2 separate regions of the Ovis aries genome follow, and region 2 is linked to region 1. A link is a contact called in public Hi-C data. All regions are on one chromosome and are shown on one strand. Each heading gives the region's core, a stretch centred on a gene start, on an enhancer-like site or on the middle of the called end of the contact. The rest is flanking DNA. Distances are from core to core; before and after follow the strand shown.

Region 1 (4,752 bases), core at 696-3,195:
GAGACCCCCTTGCTGAAACAGAACCTTAGTTTCCTCATCTATAAAGTGAGATATTTGGAGAATAGGCTTCCAGCTATAAAATGATAGGATTTCCTCTAGTTCTTTAGAGAATCTTAGGTTTATTATACAGTATTTTAGAATTTTTTTCTCATTAATTAAAAAGAAAATAACTCCATTATTTTATTTTGTTATTAACAAGGACCTTAAAACTGAGGGCTTATCTAAATTAGGTAATGTCTTCCTTACCAAGTTCAGCCCAAATTCCAAGAACTTGTATTTTGGCTTGGTTTTCAGGACTTCCTGTTCCAGTTGGTTAGGAAACACAACAAGGGTATCATTATTTAAGACACATTAATAAATCTCTCTTGTTTCATCAGAAATTGCAAGCATGTTGAGGGTTGTGAAACTTTGGCCCTTTCAGTGCCTGAATCTGTATAGGAATAAAGCAAATTATTATATAAAAGTTGGAAAAGTGACTTGAGGTAAGCAGTGGCAACAATGACTTAGTTCCAGATGTAGGATATAGGATAATTAAATGGAATAATTAATTCCACAATTCTTTGTTGAGCTTCTGTGTATACCTAGCACTGTACTAGAAGCTAGTCAATTCTACTGAGGGTGATGGCGTATGTGTGTGTATGTGTATCGATATACATGTTAATTAACAATTACAGTTACATGTATGCTGAGTGTTAAATACAAATTTATGAGGGTGGATTGGGAGCGCAGAGGAGGGAACCTAAGTCTGTTAGGCACGTGTTGGGAACATCATGATATGTTTTTGTAGCTTTGTAAGTGCTCGTCTCACTTTTACCTCTTAGCAATTTATATGGGACTTTCTTTTTTTTTTTTTTTAAGTTCCAGTTTTATAAAGCCTACACTTTTGTGCCTTGTTTGCTGGCCCATAAACCCCTGTTTAAATGTGAAATTTAAACCACTGTATATCAGGTGATAAATGAATATTTGAGCCCTCATGTGATGGAGTTACTCATCAGCCAACATTCCAGTTTTCAGGGCATCACCATCTTTTCTGAGTGGCAAGGTTATATGGTGTTGCACTTTTGTCTTTATAAGAATGCCTAGAAAAAGAACTTTGGAAGTACCAATGCTATTGATACCTAGTTAAGGTATTATTTATCTTACCTTAATAAAATTAAGGGGAAATTATTAGGCAAGCCAGAAGTTACAGAGCTTTACTGTCAATATATGCATATTTATTTTGCGCCACCCTCAACTAGTTTCACATGAGAACGTATATTACCCGAACAATTTGTTCTGCCTGCTTCTAAAGTATCACCTCCTAGAAAACTGACCCCTTATTTTCAGTACTAACTGTGGGATCTGAAGGCCTGGGGAAAATCCTGATATCCTCTCATTAGTTGGAAGCCTGCTGTCAGCATTTTGCTTTACTTAAAATAAAAGTGGTACTTTGTGCCAGTGGGAGCCACCTCCTGACTGCAACACCATCGGGCCTGGTGACCAGCCAGCTGAGGTTCGTGCCTTGGAGCACGCTTCTTCCTGTCTGGCTTTAGGTGACAGAGTCAAGGAGAAGAGGGCCAAGGGGCTGCTCTTGCCCCCGAGAGTCCTGGGGAGGCCTTTTAAGGTCTATTTGTTTGATGCACACCTCAACCATGACAGTGGGTGGGAACATGAGTGCCTCGGGCAGACAGTGCACACTGTCTGCTGCAGGGAAGCCATGAGGAGACCCTTGTCCTAGCTGTCCACCCCCCCACCACTTTGACCCCTCTAGGCCTGTAATACCTCAGGCTTCCATATACCCCCCCACCGCAGTGAGGGGGCATGTAGGGGCCTCCTCTCTGTAAGATTAGCTGTCCCCGCTTCCCTCAGGCCCTGGCATCTGACCAGAAGGCCAGTGTAGAGGAGGAGGAGGAGTGTCATACCCGAGGCAGACTTTGTAGGGCTGGGACTCCTCTAAGCCCAAGGCAAGCCTCTCAGATCAAGGACCTCAGGCCAAGAGGGAGCCTGGCCGTGTTGTGGTAAGGGCGTGGGATCCTGGGGCTCACTCTGTAGGCTGCCACCCACTCTCCACCATGGGGATGACCCAACTGGGGAGCCACACAATCCCTGCTTGTTCCTCACGCCCAGGGTCTGTTCTATTGCCTCCTACACCCCTGCCACATAATGCAAGTGTTCAGCCTAAAGCATTCTGACTCAAAAATGGGCATTTCACTCAGCAAGCCACACAACAATGCCTTCAATCTAAGCTCTATCCTTCTGAAACAATATTAATTTCTAGGAAAGAAAAAAATTGTTCTTAACAACAAATTAAATCTGTAGTGTTTTTCAAAGAACAGAAGAAATCCTCTCCTCAAAAAAAAAAAAAAAAAGTATGCCCAGTAATACCCAGAACAAACAAATGAACAAAACCCCCTGAAGGTTAGTCAGCCATGCAGATCATGTTTTATATCGTTGGCCAGTGGAGTCATATTCTGCTGCTTTGTACTTGCCCTTCCAGGAAATGAATCATAGGGGCAGTATGTCAACTAAACCTGTCTCTTCTCCAGGCATCCTACCTGAATAAATCATCCCAGCTGGAGCAGGATGGTCCTGTCTTGGGCGGCATTCAGAAAGTGGGTGCCCCATTTCAGTGCTGGGTGCCCTGTGATTCTGGTGCATTGCCTCCTTTCCAGGGGGCCCAGCACTGAGCACAGCACTGACTACACTGAGCTGCTTCCTTCTCTCTCCTCTATGGAGTTTTCTCTGTTACTTTTCAGTCTCACGTCGCCTACAGCTTCTGTTCTCTTGCTTGGCCTGACTGACAGCAGAGCCTACAGCACTCCCTCGGCAGATGGACAGAAATATGGATTGTACATCAGGCGGGAGACAGGTCGTCTCTGCCTTACAAATGTCCACCTTGCAAAGGTCCCTTCCTGTGCACAGTGGACTCCTATTTCCCCACATCCAACATACCCTGTGCCGGCTACAGCACAGTCTTCCTTTTCCAGGGCCCTAGAGAATTCCTCCTTCACCCAGCATTGGCTGCTGGCCCCTAACCAGACAAGCCACGGGCAAAAATTGGCCTCAGATACAGGTCTAATGTGAGCACGTTTCACCCTGCCCCCTGCCCGCCCCGCAGGCTTTCTGCCTGGTTATGCAAAGATGAGGTGGAAGGGCACTGGCCAGGAAAGTGGAAAATGATGTTTATTTTTTCTGACGATGGCAACAAGGTTATTAGGGAAGAGATGTGGGGCAATGGCCTTGGGGGCTTCCACTGGGCCTCCAGTCGCTGCCCTAAGACAGTTACAGGAGGAAAACCCCGCCTGCTGGACTGACAAAGGGTGCCCAGCTGCTCCCTCTGGACCACTCTGCCCACAGAAACAGGTCTCCTCTATAAAGGGACCAGAAGCTGCTCTGTGCCTGAACAGCGCTTAGCTCAATTAAAACAGACAAGTTCATGGCATGGCCAAGGCAGAGATGGATCTTCTGAGAAGTGGGAGATAGAATTTATTTCCCACTTATCACAGTTTATTTTATTAGAATATGTATTGTAACAGAATGAGTGAGCAGTAGGGATGGTCATTGGATGAGGTTAAAACTTTCAGGTTAAAATTAGAGTATATAAATAGAGTTATATGCTATATATTTAATTGCTTTGTAAACCTAAAATGCATTTAAAAAATTCTAACTGTGATAAGTTATTTTAAATATATTTATAATATATTAAATATATTTATAAATAATATATTTATATTACTGACACCAGAATATATTTATATTATATATCATATCATATATATAATGTATAATTTATATAATATAATGTATATTATATATATTATAAACATAATATATAATGTATATGATATATTATAATATATAATATATGATATATTATAAATATATAATATATATGATATATCATAGACATAATATATGATGTATATGATATAGACATAATATATAACATATATGATATATTATAGATATAATATATAACATATATGATATATTATAGATATAATATATAATGTATATTATAAATATATTAATAGCTACATTGCATTTCTAAGAATAAACAGTGGATTTTCCCCATGAATCTATATGCATAGCATTATTTGTCAACTGAGATTTTCCATTAGTTTTTTCTCCTCATCTTCATACAAATGGACTGAAAATAGTTAATTTTCTGATTGCTGTTAATAAAACATCCTGTTTCAGGCTTGAAGCAAGGATGCCAGTGTGGTACCATTCTCAATCTGTTAAGATTCTTCAAAGAAGCAGAACCAATAGACAATATATATATATATAAATATATATATAAAGAGATTTATCATAAGGAATTGGTTCACACAGTTATGGAGGCTGAAAGTCCTGAGATCTACAGGGTGAGTTGGCAAGCTGGGGGCCTAGGAGAGCCAACACTGTATGGTTCCAGTCTGAAGGCTGGCAAACACTGGACCCAGGAAAAGCCAGTGTTTTAGCCTGAGTCTGAAGACAGGAAAAAGCTGATATCCCAGTCTGAACGCAGTCCAGCAGAAGGAAGGTCAGCCTTTTTGTTCTGTTTAAGCCTTCAACTGGTGGGTTGAAACCCACGTGAAGGAGGGCAATCTACTCTATTCAGTCTAACATGTAAATGTTAATTTTATCCAAAATATAGTCATAGAAACACCCAAAAGAATGTTTGGGTAAGTATCTGGATACCTCCATGATGCAGGCAAGCCAAAAAATAGAATTAGTCATCATATACCCCAACTAGGATTTGGGTACTGTCTTCAGTATTACCCAACATTC
Region 2 (4,752 bases), core at 656-3,155, 220 kb after region 1:
ACTGCCTCCCCTCACCACATCCTGAGCTCCTGATCCACCCCCATTAGGCTCTACTGGACCAGTACTACCAACTGGTAGATGCTCTCCTCCAGCTCCAGACACAGACACGTTTCCTCCGTTCTTCAAAGACACTCATCTCGCTGTCATCTCAAGGTTTGCTACCTCCTTTTGCTGGGAAACACTTGCCTTATTGTGCACTTGGCTGCTGCTGCTGCTAAGTCACTTCAGTCGTGTCCGACTCTGTGCGACCCCATAGACAGCAGCCCACCAGGCTCCGCCGTCCCTGGAATTCTCCAGGCAAGAAATCTGGAGTGGGTTGCCATTTCCTTCTCCAATGCATGAAAGTGAAAAGTGAAAGTGAAGTCACTCAGTGAAGTGAAGTGAAAGTGAAGTCACTCAGTAAAGTGAAGTCACTCAGTGAAGTGAAGTGAAGTGAAAGTGAAGTCACTCAGTCGTGTCTGATCCTCTGGCACTTGGCTGGCTGTTTCCTATTCCTCAAAGCCACTTTTTCAAGAAGACTTCCCTAAACAATCTAGAGAAGTCAGGCTTCTACCTTATTCTCTATTGCAGAACTCTATTTCATGGAGTCCTGTTTTTTTCCTTCACAGCACTCTACCCACTCTGTAACCACTTCATTTGTTCACATTTTACTGGCTGCTTTTTCCACTAAACCTAACGCATCAAGGTATCAAAGATGTCTGGCTTATTGGCCTCTGTATCTTCAGCTCTTAGAACAGTTTCTGGGAAGTAACATGTGTTCAATAAGCACTTGTTAAAGGAACTATATAACCCAATTTCTTCCTCTATCACCTTCCTCAGTTGGGATCATGCACACTATTTCTTAAATTCAAGGTCTTTTCTCACTGCCTTGCCTTATATATGCACTTTTATTAGATACCAAGCTTTATTTCGTCACAATAATCCTCTCATCTATGTAGGTGCTTTAAAAATTATACCTCCATTGTACAGGTGAGGAGACTGAGGAGGCTGTATAACTTGCCTAAGTTCAAACAAGTGGTGGAGCCGGGATCAGATTCTAGTTCTGACTTCAAAAACAAAACAAAGCCAGGCCGCTGCTCACTTAAAGCGAGGGCACGCACTCTAGTCTGGGAAGTTCTGATTTAGGTTTGTTTATGTTGTTACACCTGGAGAAGGCAATGGCAACCCACTCCAGTACTCTTGCCTGGAAAATCCCATGGACGGAGGACCCTGGTAGGCTGAAGTCCATCGGGTCGCGAAGAGTCGGACACGACTGAGTGACTTCACTTTCACTTTCATGCAGTGGAGAAGGAAACGGCAACCCACTCCAGTGTTTTTGCCTGGAGAATCTCAGGGACGGCGGAGCCTGGTGGGCTGCCGTCTATGGGGTCGCACAGAGTCGGACACGACTGAAGCGACTTAGCAGCAGCAGCAGCATGTTGTTACACCTACTCTAATCAGGATACATCCTAACACAGAAATTCAAATTTCACCCCCTCTTCCTGACTACGGGAGCCAAGAGCAGGGAGTGGAGGACTGTTCTGAACTTCCAATTCCCAGCTTCTCCCGATAAAGACCTACAGAGGGAGAAGAATCCAAGCGTTAGCCACTCACCTGTCAGGACCGAAGAACAGGTAACCCAGGTTCTAACAAGTGATTGTCGGATTTTGGAGGGGAAACCGACAATTCCCGCCGCGCACCAGTGCCAAAGCGCTTACCTTAACTGCCACCTCCGGAGCGGAGTCCACTGCCACTGCCAGAGAGGGCTTATCCGAAGACGATTTAGTTAAGTGCATGAGGGAATCCGCGGCTGGCAAGGAACACCGCCCGCCCTCACTGTCCGAGTCCGATTCGGACCCTGAACCCGAACCATAAGAAGCAGCGAGAGCTGCAATCGCAGCCGACATGACGGCAACAGACAATCTGTGAAGACCAGGCCCTGGCGGAAGAAGGAGCAGCTTTAGGTCCTGACAGATTGCAGTAATAGATATTATTTAGTTCCTCTCCTGAGAAACCATTTACATTTTCAAACAATCAACACAGTCGATGAACTAGTATTAGAATAAGTACAATGGAACTCGGGATTTGGAAATATTTACCTAGGGAAACAGAGGCGATTTATAATAGTTTACAACTTTCGGGACCTATGTGACTACATTAAAGACTACGAGTTCCGAAATACCTTGAGGCCGCCCAGAGCTACACTCCCGGCGTGCAGCGCGGCGGGAAGCGGAAGAGGCACGATGGGGATTGTAGTTTGGAGCGAGGGGCGGGGCGGGGCAGGCAGGCCCCTCTTTGACCCCGCCCCTGAATGGTTGGTTCATTCAATTGGCTATCATCTTCCCTCATTCCCCGGCCAAGCACTGTTCTCTCCGTCCCCCTCCCCCAAACTGAGGATTGGGCAATACCATATAAGCCTCAGGAAAGGGGGGGAAGAGCGATATTCATCCCCCACTTTTGGGTGAGTGGGTGGGGGCTGAGTTTCCCACCACAGCTGCACCTGGGCACTGAGAGCTGAAGAGGAAAGTGAGAATCTTAAGTGGGAAGACGTTGACTGACGGGGAATAGCTCCTGGTGGGAAAGATGGGGGATTAGGTGGCGAGAGTCCAGCGGTTCCCCCCTGCTTCAGGCGCGGGTCTCCGCGTCCGGTTGTGGAGCGTCGCGAACGAGGAGGGGGCGAGTGGGGGGCGGCGGCGGCGGCGACTCACGGTGTTGTTCGCTCGCGCGTCGAGCACACGGTGGGTCCGGTGACTGGCGGACGTCGCAGGCGGCGTTCCCCGTGGCCCGGTACCTCGGCCACTGCCCACAGCGGGTTCCACCCGGGAGACTGACGCTCCTGGAGGCTCTAGGTGGAGTCCCGGGAGCTGAGGGGACCGGCGGCCGCCGCCGAAGCATGAAGAAGGGGTAAGGCAAGAGCCCCTCAAGATTTCTCGGTGAGCGCGAGTCTCTGAGGAATTGTTTATCGGGGGGTCAGGGTACCGGGAGAGGAACTCTTCCCCACTGGCCAAGAACGGAGAGAGGTGCGCTTGGAGCGCTAGCCAGCCAGAGGTGGTGGGGATGGGCGCGCCTCCCCCGCGACGGCCCCCACCGCCATTCGCGGTTTCCAGAGCTCCGGCCGCCCACCCGCCAGCGGAGCTGTGGACCCAGGGTCCCGGCGGCCGGCGGGCGCGCCTGGCTCTCGGTTGCGGGGACCGCCTCGAGGCTGCTCTAGGCGGGGAGACTGCGGGTCTCACCTGAGGTGCCACCGCCTGAGCGCCCCTGCCCCCGCGACCCGCCTCTGTGCCTGCTCGCTCCGGGGGCGCCTGCGGCACCGGGTGCCAGAGAAGCCAGGCTCGAGCTACGTGCCCGAGGCTCCGTAAAGCCAGCTGGTGCGTTTGCGTGTTTGAGCCGCGAGTCTGTGTCTGTAAAGACACAACATAACGGTAAAGCGAGTGCGGGGATCCCTTTCTTCGCTGGAAGAGGAGGCGAAGCGGGCTGTCGTCTCCGACGCCTGCTCTGGGGAGAGGGGGCCTTGGGCAGAGTTAGGGAGCTGCTCCCCCAGCTCCGACGTCGGCGGGACTCGCCCATTGTGCCACCCGGATAATTATTCAACTCTGCAGCATCCATTGCACCTTTTCCCATTTTTCTTTTCCCCTTGCTATAGCATGCCCCCTAGCTTCGGTACTCTGACGCCTTCTCTTGCACTTGCGGATGATGAACTGGAATAATGGCAAAAAGAAAGCACATCTGACCTGAGCATTCACAACCTATCTTACAGCCGATTTATTAAAGAATCCCCAACTAGACTAGATACTTGAACACGATTCAGTCTGATTCTGTCGTTTTCTATGCAATATGTGCCCAGCTTTATATTTTAATATTTTTTGATGTTACATCCACGTGTTAGCTAAGTCTTGTTTCTGTCCAGGAATTGATGTAATTGGTTTATTGGTTATGCAACCCGTCTGATGTTCTTTAATTTGTATGGGAGATAACTTTCATTTTCCTAATTGTTGATAGCACTATATCATAGTTATGGACACAGTTTCAGTCTTTCGAACTCTCAGGAGCTGTTTTTTTTCCCTTATGCTCTAAGTTTCTGTTAGGGAAAGTGTTTTTCTTTACTGTCCAATATTTGCTACCAAATTTCTCAAGTTTTGAATAAGGAAAGTTTTGTATATCTTTATTTTTCAGTAATGGAATATTTGATTGCTAATCCTAGGCTTCGGTTGAATGAAAGGAAGCATTTAATATTTAAGATGGGGTTTTAACTGAAATAACGATACATTTCCTAAATTTATCTAATTTTACTTTTTATTCTCTTGTTTGCAATGTCATGTATTTAATTACTTGTCAGAGGATTTCTTCTCATTTTTTTGTCTGCACGGATGGGTAGGCTACAGTTTTGCATGATCTACCTGAAAGATGAAATATTTTTTAGAAACGGAAGAAACAACTGTTGGTTATTTGATTATTATGCTAAAAACTGTTTACATCTCATTATTTAAAAATAAATGATTCGCTACCAAAAATAAGTGTTTTATTTTTCTTTTTTGTAATCCTCCCTTTCTAGCTTTTCTTGTTTTAGATTGTTGGCTTAACCCTCTTGGTAAAACGAATTTGCACATAGGCATTGCAGAGGCAGTTGTTTTAAGGTACAGTAATTGTTTTATGGCACTTGGAAGTGGCCCACATACAACTTGATGATGTAGAATCAGTTGCTTGTTAGGAAATGACCATGCAGTTTATAAAATGGACACCTTGCCTTGGTTTCCTTATATGTAAATGGAAAAA

The links. Hi-C and Micro-C count contacts between places; a contact is called where the count stands out from the background.
Region 2: a contact with region 1 is called in a Hi-C map of muscle, with 4 times the contacts expected there. The contact joins the promoter of CDC40 here to the enhancer-like site in region 1. A contact is called at or near these places in 5 of 16 Hi-C or Micro-C datasets (hypothalamus, muscle, retroperitoneal adipose tissue and 1 more).

Annotation. Positions count from the first base shown.
Region 1 is chr8:27,108,531-27,113,282 of ARS-UI_Ramb_v3.0, forward strand. All of the region lies in intron 3 of DDO (D-aspartate oxidase), which reads left to right. Among named protein-coding and RNA genes, the nearest start is that of DDO, 12 kb to the left of the region's middle. Within about 2 kb of position 1,946, at least 12 of the 54 cell types and tissues checked have an H3K27ac peak or open chromatin away from gene starts, as enhancers often do. A contact at or near this core is called in muscle, where this site is marked.
Region 2 is chr8:27,332,617-27,337,368 of ARS-UI_Ramb_v3.0, forward strand. It overlaps CDC40 (cell division cycle 40), which reads right to left and starts at 1,906. Exons shown (of 15, transcript XM_004011208.4): 1 at 1,698-1,906. The coding sequence starts at 1,886. The region is part of intron 1 of WASF1 (WASP family member 1); the gene reads left to right.